Linked DNA regions of Oryctolagus cuniculus: region 2 is linked to region 1. The links are chromatin contacts, called in public Hi-C maps. All regions are on one chromosome and are shown on one strand. The core of a region is the stretch at or near the end of the contact, and the rest is flanking DNA. Distances in the headings are between cores, read along the strand shown.

Region 1 (5,924 bases), core at 1,015-3,514:
CCAAACATCATTCTGCCATGAAGTTATAGAATGCATCGTAAATCACAAAACAGAAGTCATGAGCTGCAGAAAGTATTGTTCCAACCCAAGCGTTAAGGCAAAGAAACTTCCCAAGACAATAGTGATGAAATCCAAAGGTGCCAGCACTCTAAAAGGCAAAAAGGAAGAATCAGTCCAGTCTCCAGGAAAGTATTATTAAAGGTTAAATTAGCACATTGAAAGTCTTGGAAGGAGAGTCAGAAAGTTGAATTAATAATAACTACATACAAAAGAAATATGAATTTTTAAAATTACTAGCACCAGTAAAAGCAAACACTTGTGCAGGAAATGAAAAACAGTATTAATATGCAATACCACTGTGGTGATAAGTGCCACAAGAAGAATGATTAATTTAGTTGACTTATGATATAGCTTTGCTGGAGGATTGAGGGAAGGTACATGTACGTGGCATGTGAGTATGTGTGTTTAAGTGAGAAAACCAAATTCTTATCTTTCATGCTATGAAGGAAAGGGGTTATAAATACAATTAAAACATGAAGCAACAGCAATGTAAACCTTTTATTCAGGTAAATGAATGAATCAGCTAAGACCTTAAAGAGATGCCACAAGGGCGAGGGAATGGAACTAGTACATTTCTTAATAAACCTGTAGTAACTTTAAATTTGTTTTGTATTAAAAACACAAACTTAAAACTAAAAAATTATACACAAAAGAGTGCAGAGCAGTACTTCTAAAGTGGCTGCCAGTCTGCAAAGAGATAAGGAACATGCACCTGAACATCACTACGTCCATCACCAAAACACTGGTGACACTTACGCAGCAAGCCTTTGTTGATGCAGGAAGCGATGCCTTGATTTGTATTCTGTCTCGGGCTCCCACATCATGTCAAGGCACTCTGAGTAATTAGGGCTGGTACAGACCAGGGATCATCAAACTTTTATGTAAAAGGCCAGAGAGCAGATATATTAGGCTCTGTAGGCTATAACTCTGGTATAAGCCTGAAGGCGATAATTCTTTGCATGCTAAAACTCAGTTTTCAACAACTCTGTCATAACTCCTCAGCTCTGCCACTGTACCATGAAAACTGCCACAGACAGTATGTAAACAACCACACATGGCTTTGTTCCCATTTATGCATGACACTGAAATTCCATTTTATATAAATATCATGCCAAGTATTTTATTCAATACAAAATCCATTTTTTTCCCAATGAAAATCTTCCAGACCACACAAAAACAGTTGCTGGGCCAGATTTGACCCATCAACCATAATTCACAGAAGTTGAGACAGAGAATATAATCAACTTTGGATTTTTGTAAGGAAAAAAAAAAAAGCTGCATCAGAGTTTCATGTAATTTGGGTGTATTTACTCATCTCCTTCACACTTTTCTTTTATAAAAACTCAAAAGTTTGAAGATCCCCTACTTACAAATAAATTTTACTCTCTATTAAGCAACGCTATATTCATATTACCTAGATTTGGGTGTTTAAGGCTCTACAACCGATTAGTTATTCCTCAGAACCCTAATTTAGTTGCTTTCTGGGGCAATGTATTCTGGCATTGTAATGAATATAACTTTATTGTAATGATAAAAATATTAACATTATTTACAAAACAAACAGATCAGGATGTTGTCATCTTAAAAATGGAAGAAATCCTACAGCCAAGTTTCTCTTTTCTAATTACCAATAAGTCATATTTAAGATAAATGCAAAAGCTATGGGCTCAATCACTAAACCTCTGAATCTCTCTCTTCTGCAATGTCTTAGTCCCCAGTCAGCAAAAGTCTTCTAGGTTTTTCTACAACGTCAACTGCAACTGAGAAGGGGCTGATAGTGGATAAGGATAGGTATTGGGACCTTCCCAAGCCTAATCCACATAAAGTCACAGAACTTCAAAGTGTTGGTGGGAAAACTGAAGACCTGACTCCCATGGTCAGTAAACAATCATCCTCTGATTGTGTAACTACAGCCTTGCAGCACAGAACAGGTTACAGGAACATGAGCACAATTACGGGAGCGTCACATATGTAGAGTGACATAGAGAAGCCCCATGTAGGGGCTTCCACACTAGTATCCTGCGTAGCAAAAAGGAACCAGATGTCCATTCTGGTCTGCATCCAAAAGGGGAAGATACACAGGGAGCACCCCGCTACGAGAGGACTCCCACGAAAACGGGTGACTATGGCTATTCCCATGGCTACTCTGGCACACCTACAGAGGAGAGGAGGCCACTTGATCACCCATGACCTATTACTTTCGACATCATTAAAAACAGCGAAGAAATCCAGCGAATTCCTCAGAGACTTTGCTAATATTCAAGAGTATCCAGGTTTTTCAGGTTTATGGCGCCACCTTGTGGCTTCCCTTCCTAAATGCGGGGTTAATGGAGAAGAACACAGCCACCCTCTCAGTCCAGGAATATGGATGAATATTAAACGGATATTAGCTCATAAAGACAAAAGTTCTAGCATCTCTGAACAAAAGGAAAAATAAATTGGGAAGAAACAGAGAACAGGTGTGTCATTCAAGATACCAAAACCTACAACTACAAAAACCATTTTTATAGCACTGCTTGATATAATCAAGGGATTTAGAAAGTTCAGTTCCTATCAACAAAACCCATCCCAACACACCATCAGTGGAAGAGAAGTATCCCGAGGCAGGACAGGGACACACACACACACACACACACACACACGAGTTCCAAAACAGAAAGAAGAAATCTGAGGTCACACATACTTGGACAGAAGAAACACCACAGGATGTCATTTGAGAAGCAGACAAACCCGATAAAATGAGATTATAAACTGGCAACGTCAACTACTCTAACTCATGAACTTCCAATGAAGTTAAGGCAATTTGCAGTGAGAAATTTTTAAAGTTCCCAAAGAATTTTTAAGAGCCCCGACAAGCCACACACACACATACACACACACACACACACTTTGCTGTGAAATTTTCAAGAGCTGCAGCATTTCTAATGATTCAAGTCATTGCATTTTCACTCACCAATCAATGTCTGCTCTCCATTTCAAAGCACAGAATGACTTACCTTGGCAACAAACTGCTTGTCCTTTTGGTCCAAATTAGCAGTGGGAGCTACGTAGTCTCTCCATATTCTCAGCCTGCGCTCCTTGGCAAACCTGGCAACAAAGCAAGGATGCGAGATCAGACCACGTCCACTCCACCTGATGTCGCCACCACCAGGGAAGCAGTGTGTCCACAACCCCACCTGACCCTACAGCACAGCAAGAGGAAAACCCAGAACAGAAGATGACAGTAAGTGGAAATATCCAAGATGCATATATAAACCTGTGGCTGGTAGGTATACTTTGAGCCCGAACAGCACAAGCTAAATTTGATAACTAGTTCTTTGATTTATCCAGTATCATCTGAATCACTATTAACAAATTTAAGCTGACCCAAACAGAACAAATGTTCTCTTTGGAAGAAAAGACCAAATAAGAACACACGCACATATACAACATTTTTTAAAAAGCATAGGCCTGTGCAATTTCCATTTCAATTACGAGACTGTTATCAGCTACCAAATCCTACAAACAAGAACAAGCATCTAAAGAATAATGGGAAAATGCACTAAATCCTTTTAGAAGCTCATTGGCTAAGAATTAATAAACCATGTTTCCAGAAATGTATTTTAAAGCACTAAGACAAATAGATATTTTCTATATCAGATGAAGAATACTATGTGGAATATGTGCATAGATTAACAAGTAAACAAGCAGCTGTTTGAAAACAGTGAGAAATAAGTAGATGTGTGTGCAGAAGAGTTATTGTTTCTAAAAACAGTATTGTACCTTTTTTTTTATAGAAGCACCAAAATGAGTAAAAACAAAGCAAGATGTTGTAGTCATACAATTCACGGAACACTTCAACAGAGGATGCAATTTTAGCAAGAATGCAAGTGGCTCAAATATAGCATGCAAAACAGCAGGCAAGTCATCATGTATTACTGAGATGTGATTTGTATTCCCTGATCTAAGCCTTTTTTAATAATAGGCACTCTCCAAAGAATGGATAAAATCGCTACAGATGTTATAAAACACAGAGATAACATCTTGATTGTACTTACTTTCCTCAGAGAGAGGCAGGAACTTTTAAAGAATGCAGAAAAATAGTATCAACGAAAATAAATTTAGAATATTAAGAAACCCAACAGGATTTCCTGAACTTAAATTAAAAAAAAAAAAAAAAAAAACCTGAAAACCACAGAATAATCAAAAATAAGAGGAATATGAGCACTGTTTCTTTCTAGTTTAAAATCATCTTAAAAAATTTAGACAATCAGGGTGAGGGGGAAAGACACGTCAATCATTCCAAAACTAATGGCCCAGACTAAAATGCACTTCTGCAAAAACTCGTGAGTGCTTCTGCTTACAGGGACACAAGGATGTGGAAGTCCCAAGAGAAGGAACAAACAGTAATTATTCAATCTACCTTGCTGTTTTTCACTTAGCTGTCTGTCTCAATGGCAAAGTGAAGACAATTGTCAAGACTGAAGCAAGCCACAGGGCAAGCCTTGAATTGAGAGTAGAGAGTAGACGGTCTGCACGGTTTCCATTCCTCCACTCTCCTGCCTACTCTATTAAGTCTTCCACACACCCCACCAAGGGAAGAAGTTCACCAACATCTAAAAACACTTGACCTTAATGCTTGAAATAGCCCCTGATCTTTGGAATTTTCACGTTCACTTTTCTGGAAATTACTTTGTTTTGACATCTCTTTGCATAAATTACCAAGCCAAAAACATGGCACCTAAGAGTTATAAATGCAGAAAGTCAAAAATAGAATAAATCCGAAATTGGTCAAAAGAAATACTCATCATTGCAGGACTGACCACGATTCCCTACCTGTGTGTAAGATTGACAGAGATGGCACAAAATCTCTGGGAGGAAAGGATACTTTGTTCTGGGTCAGCAGTAGGGTGTCAGGTTTCCCCAGAATATTCAATGGTGCTGGCTTAGCATCTATAGGCTCTATCCTTAATATCCCTGCTCCAGTCTGCCTGTTTAAGACTAGTGCATGGGCAACCTTGTCTTCCTGAAATAATTCTCAAGCAAAAAAGCTGAAAAGGCCCATCAAGGCAGGTGCCTGGCTTGCTTAGGACATCTGTATCTGTGAGTGCCAGGGCTTGAGTCCCAGCTCCGCCCACAACTCCAGCTGCTGCAGACCCCAGCAGTAAATGATGCTGGCCCCCGTCACTGGTTCCTGTCACCCATGTGGGAGATCCAGACTGGGTTCCTGGCTCCTGGCTTCAGGATGGCATAGCGCTTTAAGCACTGGGCAGTAAATTGGTGAATGGGGGGTTCTCTCCATGACTTCCAAATAGAAATTTTAAATACATGCTAAAGAAATCAATGAATGAATAACATCTTAATGCAAATGTACGCCCTTACTATCCGTCACTGAATCAGACTAAGCCCAAAGACTAAGTCACTGCTCCTGTGACACCCTAGCTTCGTTTGCAATTTCCATGTTCCTTCACTGACATAAAACAGACGCTGACTCGGCTGGGTGAGAGCTGATCGCGATCGCCACGATTTCCTTCCCTCCACAAGCTCCTCTGCTGGAAGCTCCTGGCTGCCCTTACCTCTCGGCGGCCCTCAGCTTCTCCGCACCACGAGTGTAGACTGCAATCGACCAATCCACACAACGGGCAAACCCTTCCTTCAGGAGGAGCTCCGTGATGTTCCCGTTCTGAAAACCAAGGCACAGGAGCCGACAGGCACAGGTGAGATTCTCTTGCAGGACAACCATATTTCAAGACTCACACAAGGCACACAGCTGCCATCTGCTAGGCAGTTCATTTTTTGTTTTTAAAACATTTTTATTTCAAAAGGCAGACACAGGGGCCAGTGTTATGCTGCACCAGGTTTGCTGCTCCACTTTTGACCCAGCT
Region 2 (5,924 bases), core at 1,170-3,669, 300 kb before region 1:
CTGGGAGAATTCTTTGGGGAATCACTTCCATATTCCTTGACAACTGAGGTGTGCCAGAGCTCAAGTATGCTACCACTTATTTACATTGTTACCACTCTACAACAAATCTGACCCATTCATGAAATGGACAGCAGGACTGCCGGGAACATTAACAGTGATACACAGATTATGGACTCAATAAATACTAACTATTTGACTACAAATCCAGGCAAAAAGACCTTAGTAAAGAATGGAAAAACCAACTTGCCTACAACGAAACAGTTTTTGGGATTGCAAGAGTTCCTTACATATTTAAGGAGGTTCAGCTTACTGGGCAGCACACAAGACTGAGGGATGGGTGTGGTAGAATCCAGAGTCGTCTTTGAAGGTGGGAAAAGGCTGCCCTAACTTACTCTCTTACAACAATCTGTCAAATGCCCCAGGCTCCCCCAGGGCCAGAAGTTGGGGCAACTGCTACCTAGCTGTGCTCGGGAAGCCCGAGGAGAGGGGCTGGTGAAGGCTGACGCCGCCTCCCCCACTCCCGGGGCGCTGGGGGGAGCCAAGGTTCGACGCCGGGTGCAGGCTGCGGCTCCGTGAATGAACAGGTCACGCCGCAGGTTCTGGGAGCTCACGCAATCCTTCCCAGGCTGTCATTCCTTCGGCTCCCGGCATTTGGTCTTTCCTGCCACCGTTTCCCACCCCCGCAACCCTCATTAAGAAAGCTATCATTAAAAGCCCTAGTTAGAGCCCAGAAGATGAGGAACTGGTGAGAGGGAGATAGGACAGACATCGGTACAGCAGTCAAGCCCAGGCGCTGGGTCTCCGGCTCCGCGCGGCCCCGCGCCCGGCCATGCAGCCCCGAAGTCCGAGTTCGAGCGCCTGAACGGCGCTGCGCGACTACGCGCCCCGACAGCGTTGCGCGGGGTGAGGACGATGCGGTCCCGGAGGGAGGCAGGCCAACTGCCGCAGCCCGGCCGCGGGCTGGCGGGCCCGCCTGAGCCCGCCGCCCCGGAGCCAGGGGGCGCTGGGCGGCCGGGAGCCGGCCGGAGGGCGCGCTCTCCCGCCGCAGCCCCACGGCCGCCCAGCCTATCAGCAGCCGCTCAGCCGCGCTCTCGGCTAGCCCAAAATAGCTGCGAACGCCTGCAACTCGCGCGGGCCCGCACTTGACGCTCACTCCGACTCGCCCGCTCGCCCAGCCCGCTCCGTGCGTCCAGAGGGGGCGGGGAGGCAGCGGCCCCGGGCGGGGGGAAGGGGGAGAGGGAGGAGGGGGTAGAAAGGAAGCAGCGGGCGGACCGAGCGGGCGCGGGGCGCGGGGCTGCGCGGGCGCGCGGCGCTGGAAGGCGCCGCGTTAACCCCTCGCGGGCAGGCGGCGGCGGCGGCGGCGGGAGCGGTGTTAATGCACACAGCTCCGCATCACGCTAATCTTCTCCCCAGAACAGTATGCGTCAGCAGTACATTCACGTTCTGACTGAAGGACAAAAGGATGAGAGAGCAGTCTGCGTGGCTGCCGCCTGCAACACCGCGAGCCCGGCGCGAGGAGGAGACGGTGGGCGCCCAGAGCGGGGCCCCCGCTGCCGCCGCCGCTAGCCAGCGGGGACCATGTTCCCGGGCCCGGGAGCGCTTCCCGCAGCCGCGACCCCCGCTGCTCACGCCGCCGCCGCCGCCGCCGCCAGCGCTCGGGCCGCTGCAGCAGTGCGCGGACAGCGCAGCCACTGAAGGCGCCGGGAGCCCGCGCCGCGAACTCGCCCCCTCTGCACAAAGCCAGAGCCGGCGGCGCGCCGGGGGCCCGGCAGCGGCGGGCGGTTGCGCGCCGCCGGGGGCTGCGGCGGCCGTCGTCGCCGCCGGACCCGCGCCCGCCCCCGGACTCTCCGAAGGGGCCTGCGGAGCGGGCGCGACCGCGGGAGCCCAGCTCTTCGCCGGCCCGCGGACCTGGTCCCGGCGCAGCCGCGGCGCCGCTGCCCCTCAGGTGCTGGACGGATTACTGCTCCTCGCGCCAGCAGACGGCGGACTGGAGAACTCAGCCCAGTTTTTGTCTTCTTAACCCTTCCGAGAAGGCCAGGAGAAAGGGGGTGTGTGTCTGGGGAGGGAGAAGGCGCCGCGAACACCTCCTCTTAACTCTCGCAGCCCCGCGAGCACACGACTGCAATCAGCTGCCGCCGACCTGGGCGGCCGGCGACGGAGAGCGGAGCGCAGCAGCAGCAGCAGCAGTAAGCGGCGGCAGCGAGCGCGGCCTGGGCGGCTTCGGGCGCCCCCGCACCCCCTCCGGCGGCGGCCCAGGGCGCGGGCTGGGGGCGCTGGAGGCACACTTTGGCGATGAAGCGCCTTCCCCCGTGGATGGAGAGAGCCGGTGCCAGGGTCCAAGGACAAAGCAGGGAAGCGCTGGTGGCGCCGCTCCTCGGGCCGAGGGGGGGGCATGCACCTGCATAGCCCGCCGGGCCTGGGTTCTCCCTGGCGCGCCTCAACTCCACGGCTTTGCCGTCTCTGGCTCCGGATTTACTAGAAGCCATTTTGTCTCCCCCACCCCTCCCCTCCCCTCCCCTCTCCTGTGCCCTCCCCACCCCCACCACTTCCCCCTTTTGTTAATTAAAACTAAGAAGTCAGAATGGGAACGAGGTGCCCGGCTCCCGTGGAGAAAGCTTAAGGACAGCACGCCACTTCTCTCCTGCCTTCCTTCCGAGGTAGGTGACGGCGAACTGGGTGGGGATGGTGGCACTGTGGGGTAGAAAGTCTTAGCCGGCAGGGGGCTGGCCTCGAGGGTGGACTGCTGGAGGAGGGGGCCGCTCTCTAGTTTGGGCAGGGGTTTTGCGGCCGATCCGCGCTCCGTCTCTAATCGCCCCCTCCCCACCTCCTTCTTCAGATGGAAAGAGGAGCTCCTAGCTCACTTAAGCCGGGGTAGGGCTGGTTCTCCTTTCCGAGCCAAAATCCCAGGCGATGGTGAATTATGAACGTGCCACACCATGAAGCTCTTGTGGCAGGTAACTGTGCACCACACCTGGAATGCCGTCCTGCTCCCCGTCGTCTACCTCACGGCACAAGTGTGGATTCTGTGTGCAGCCATCGCTGCTGCCGCCTCGGCCGGGCCCCAGAACTGCCCCTCCGTCTGCTCGTGCAGTAACCAGTTCAGCAAGGTGGTGTGCACCCGCCGGGGCCTCTCTGAGGTCCCACAGGGCATCCCCTCCAACACCCGGTACCTCAACCTCATGGAAAACAATATCCAGATGATCCAGGCCGACACCTTCCGACACCTCCACCACCTGGAGGTCCTGCAGCTGGGCAGGAACTCCATCCGGCAGATCGAGGTGGGGGCCTTCAACGGCCTGGCCAGCCTCAACACCCTGGAGCTGTTCGACAACTGGCTGACTGTCATCCCCAGCGGGGCCTTCGAATACCTGTCCAAACTGCGGGAGCTCTGGCTTCGCAACAACCCTATAGAAAGCATCCCCTCCTATGCCTTCAACCGAGTGCCCTCCCTCATGCGCCTGGACTTGGGGGAGCTCAAGAAGCTGGAGTATATCTCTGAGGGCGCCTTTGAGGGGCTCTTCAACCTCAAGTACCTGAACTTGGGTATGTGCAACATTAAAGATATGCCCAACCTCACCCCCCTGGTGGGGCTGGAGGAGCTGGAGATGTCAGGGAACCACTTTCCTGAGATCAGGCCTGGATCCTTCCATGGCCTGAGCTCCCTCAAGAAGCTGTGGGTCATGAACTCGCAGGTGAGCCTGATTGAGCGGAATGCTTTCGACGGGCTGGCCTCGCTTGTGGAACTCAACCTGGCTCACAACAACCTCTCCTCTCTGCCCCACGACCTCTTCAGCCCACTGAGGTACCTGGTGGAGTTGCACTTACACCACAATCCCTGGAACTGTGACTGCGACATCCTGTGGCTGGCCTGGTGGCTTCGGGAGTATATACCCACCAACTCCACGTGCTGCGGCCGCTGTCACGCTCCCATGCACATGCGAGGCCGCTACCTGGTGGAGGTGGACCAGGCCTCCTTCCAGTGCTCTGCCCCCTTCATCATGGACGCGCCTCGGGACCTCAACATCTCTGAGAGTCGGATGGCGGAACTCAAGTGTCGGACTCCCCCCATGTCCTCGGTGAAGTGGCTGCTGCCCAATGGGACAGTGCTCAGCCACGCCTCCCGCCACCCGCGCATCTCTGTCCTCAACGACGGCACCTTGAACTTCTCCCACGTGCTGCTCTCAGACACGGGGGTATACACATGCATGGTGACCAACGTGGCTGGCAACTCCAACGCCTCGGCCTACCTCAACGTGAGCACGGCCGAGCTCAACACCTCCAACTACAGTTTCTTCACCACAGTCACAGTGGAGACCACGGAGATCTCGCCTGAGGACACCACGAGGAAGTACAAGCCTGTGCCCACCACGTCCACTGGCTACCAGCCGGCATATACCACCTCTACCACGGTGCTCATTCAGACCACCCGTGTGCCCAAGCAGGTGGCGGTACCCGCGACAGACACCACTGACAAGATGCAGACCAGCCTGGATGAAGTCATGAAGACCACCAAGATCATCATTGGTTGCTTTGTGGCAGTGACTCTGCTGGCTGCCGCCATGTTGATTGTCTTCTACAAGCTCCGGAAGCGGCACCAGCAGCGGAGTACCGTCACGGCCGCCAGGACAGTTGAGATTATCCAGGTGGACGAAGACATCCCGGCGGCGGCTTCGGCGGCGGCAACAGCGGCTCCAGCCAGTGTATCAGGTGAGGGGGCAGTAGTGCTGCCCACAATTCATGACCATATTAACTACAACACCTACAAACCAGCACATGGGGCCCACTGGACAGAAAACAGCCTGGGGAACTCTCTGCACCCCACAGTCACCACTATCTCTGAACCTTATATAATTCAGACCCATACCAAGGACAAGGTACAGGAAACTCAAATATGATGCCCCCTCCCCTCAAAAACTTTAAACGCAATAGAATGCACACACACACAACACACACACATACACACACACACACACGAGACAGCAACTTTTGTACAGAGTGGGGAGAGACTTTTTCTTGTATATGCTTATATATTAAATCTATGGGCTGGTAAAAAAAACAGATTATATTAAAATTTAAAAAGAAAAAATCAAAACAAAACTATTTTCTAACTTGTAAGTTCTATTTAAAGGGGGCGGGAGGGGAATCTTGGGAATGTTGTGGGGTACGAGCCCCATGTACCTTTGCTCTACTGCCAGAAAAGGTTTCTGGTAAGAGGTTGAACCTGCTAAGGTAAAACTAAAACACCAACAATTAGCATCCCTAAAGGGGTAGGGTGTGGGCTGCGGAGGGAACAGGCGGGATGGGATGGACTGAACCTGTCTTTTTTTTAGAAGATGCTTCATAGGATACAGGAGTACCCGTTTCTACAGACATCTTTCTTAAGCCGAGAGCTGTCTTTGCAGATTATCTTATTTAAAAAAAAAAATTCTGAAAAAAGCTCCGTGAATTTGTACTCTGCCAAAATGTTGAGAGGCAATAATATTTTTCTCTTCAGAGGCCAAGGGGACGATAGATCTGTAGCTGTAGTGCAAACAGGAAAACCACCAGATTTTTCAAATGAATCCTTCGAGGGGCTGAGTGTCGGTCCGTGCGCGCGGCAGGTCTCCGGGGGTTGTGCCGGGGACCATGTGTCTGATGGAGTGCTTCCCGAGCAGGGGAGGAAGGGAGCTGTCAGATGCTTGCACATTGCACCAGATTCCTGCAGTGGGGCTGAACCCACTCTGCAAGGCATGTGTCTATTCAGGGTTTCCCAGGAGAAGGAGGCGGCCCCTCAAGGGGGTGCGGCGCCAGGCAGGGAGGCGGGGTGGGGGAGGGGGAGGGGGAGAGCAGCAGCAGGGAGGCGGACTGTCTCGGAGGCTATAAATTAGCATTGTGCCAGGTCCACCTGTTGTTCTAGGTATCTGACAAATGATTGTAGACAACGA

The links. A called contact is a pair of places that touch in the nucleus more often than the background predicts.
Region 2: a Hi-C map of psoas muscle shows a contact between it and region 1, with 5 times the contacts expected there. The contact joins the promoter of LRRC4 here to the enhancer-like site in region 1. A contact is called at or near these places in 3 of 6 Hi-C or Micro-C datasets (ear pinna, psoas muscle and an unstated tissue).

Annotation. Positions count from the first base shown.
Region 1 is chr3:164,171,486-164,177,409 of mOryCun1.1, reverse strand. SND1 (staphylococcal nuclease and tudor domain containing 1) reads right to left here. Exons shown (of 24, transcript XM_002712078.5): 8 at 5,616-5,722; 9 at 3,057-3,147. Among named protein-coding and RNA genes, the nearest start is that of SND1, 55 kb to the right of the region's middle. Within about 2 kb of position 2,264, at least 1 of the 8 cell types and tissues checked has an H3K27ac peak or open chromatin away from gene starts, as enhancers often do.
Region 2 is chr3:164,469,752-164,475,675 of mOryCun1.1, reverse strand. It overlaps LRRC4 (leucine rich repeat containing 4), which reads left to right and starts at 2,419. Exons shown (of 2, transcript XM_008258237.4): 1 at 2,419-2,657; 2 at 2,837-5,097. The coding sequence starts at 2,937. The coding sequence ends at 4,895. All of the region lies in intron 16 of SND1 (staphylococcal nuclease and tudor domain containing 1), which reads right to left.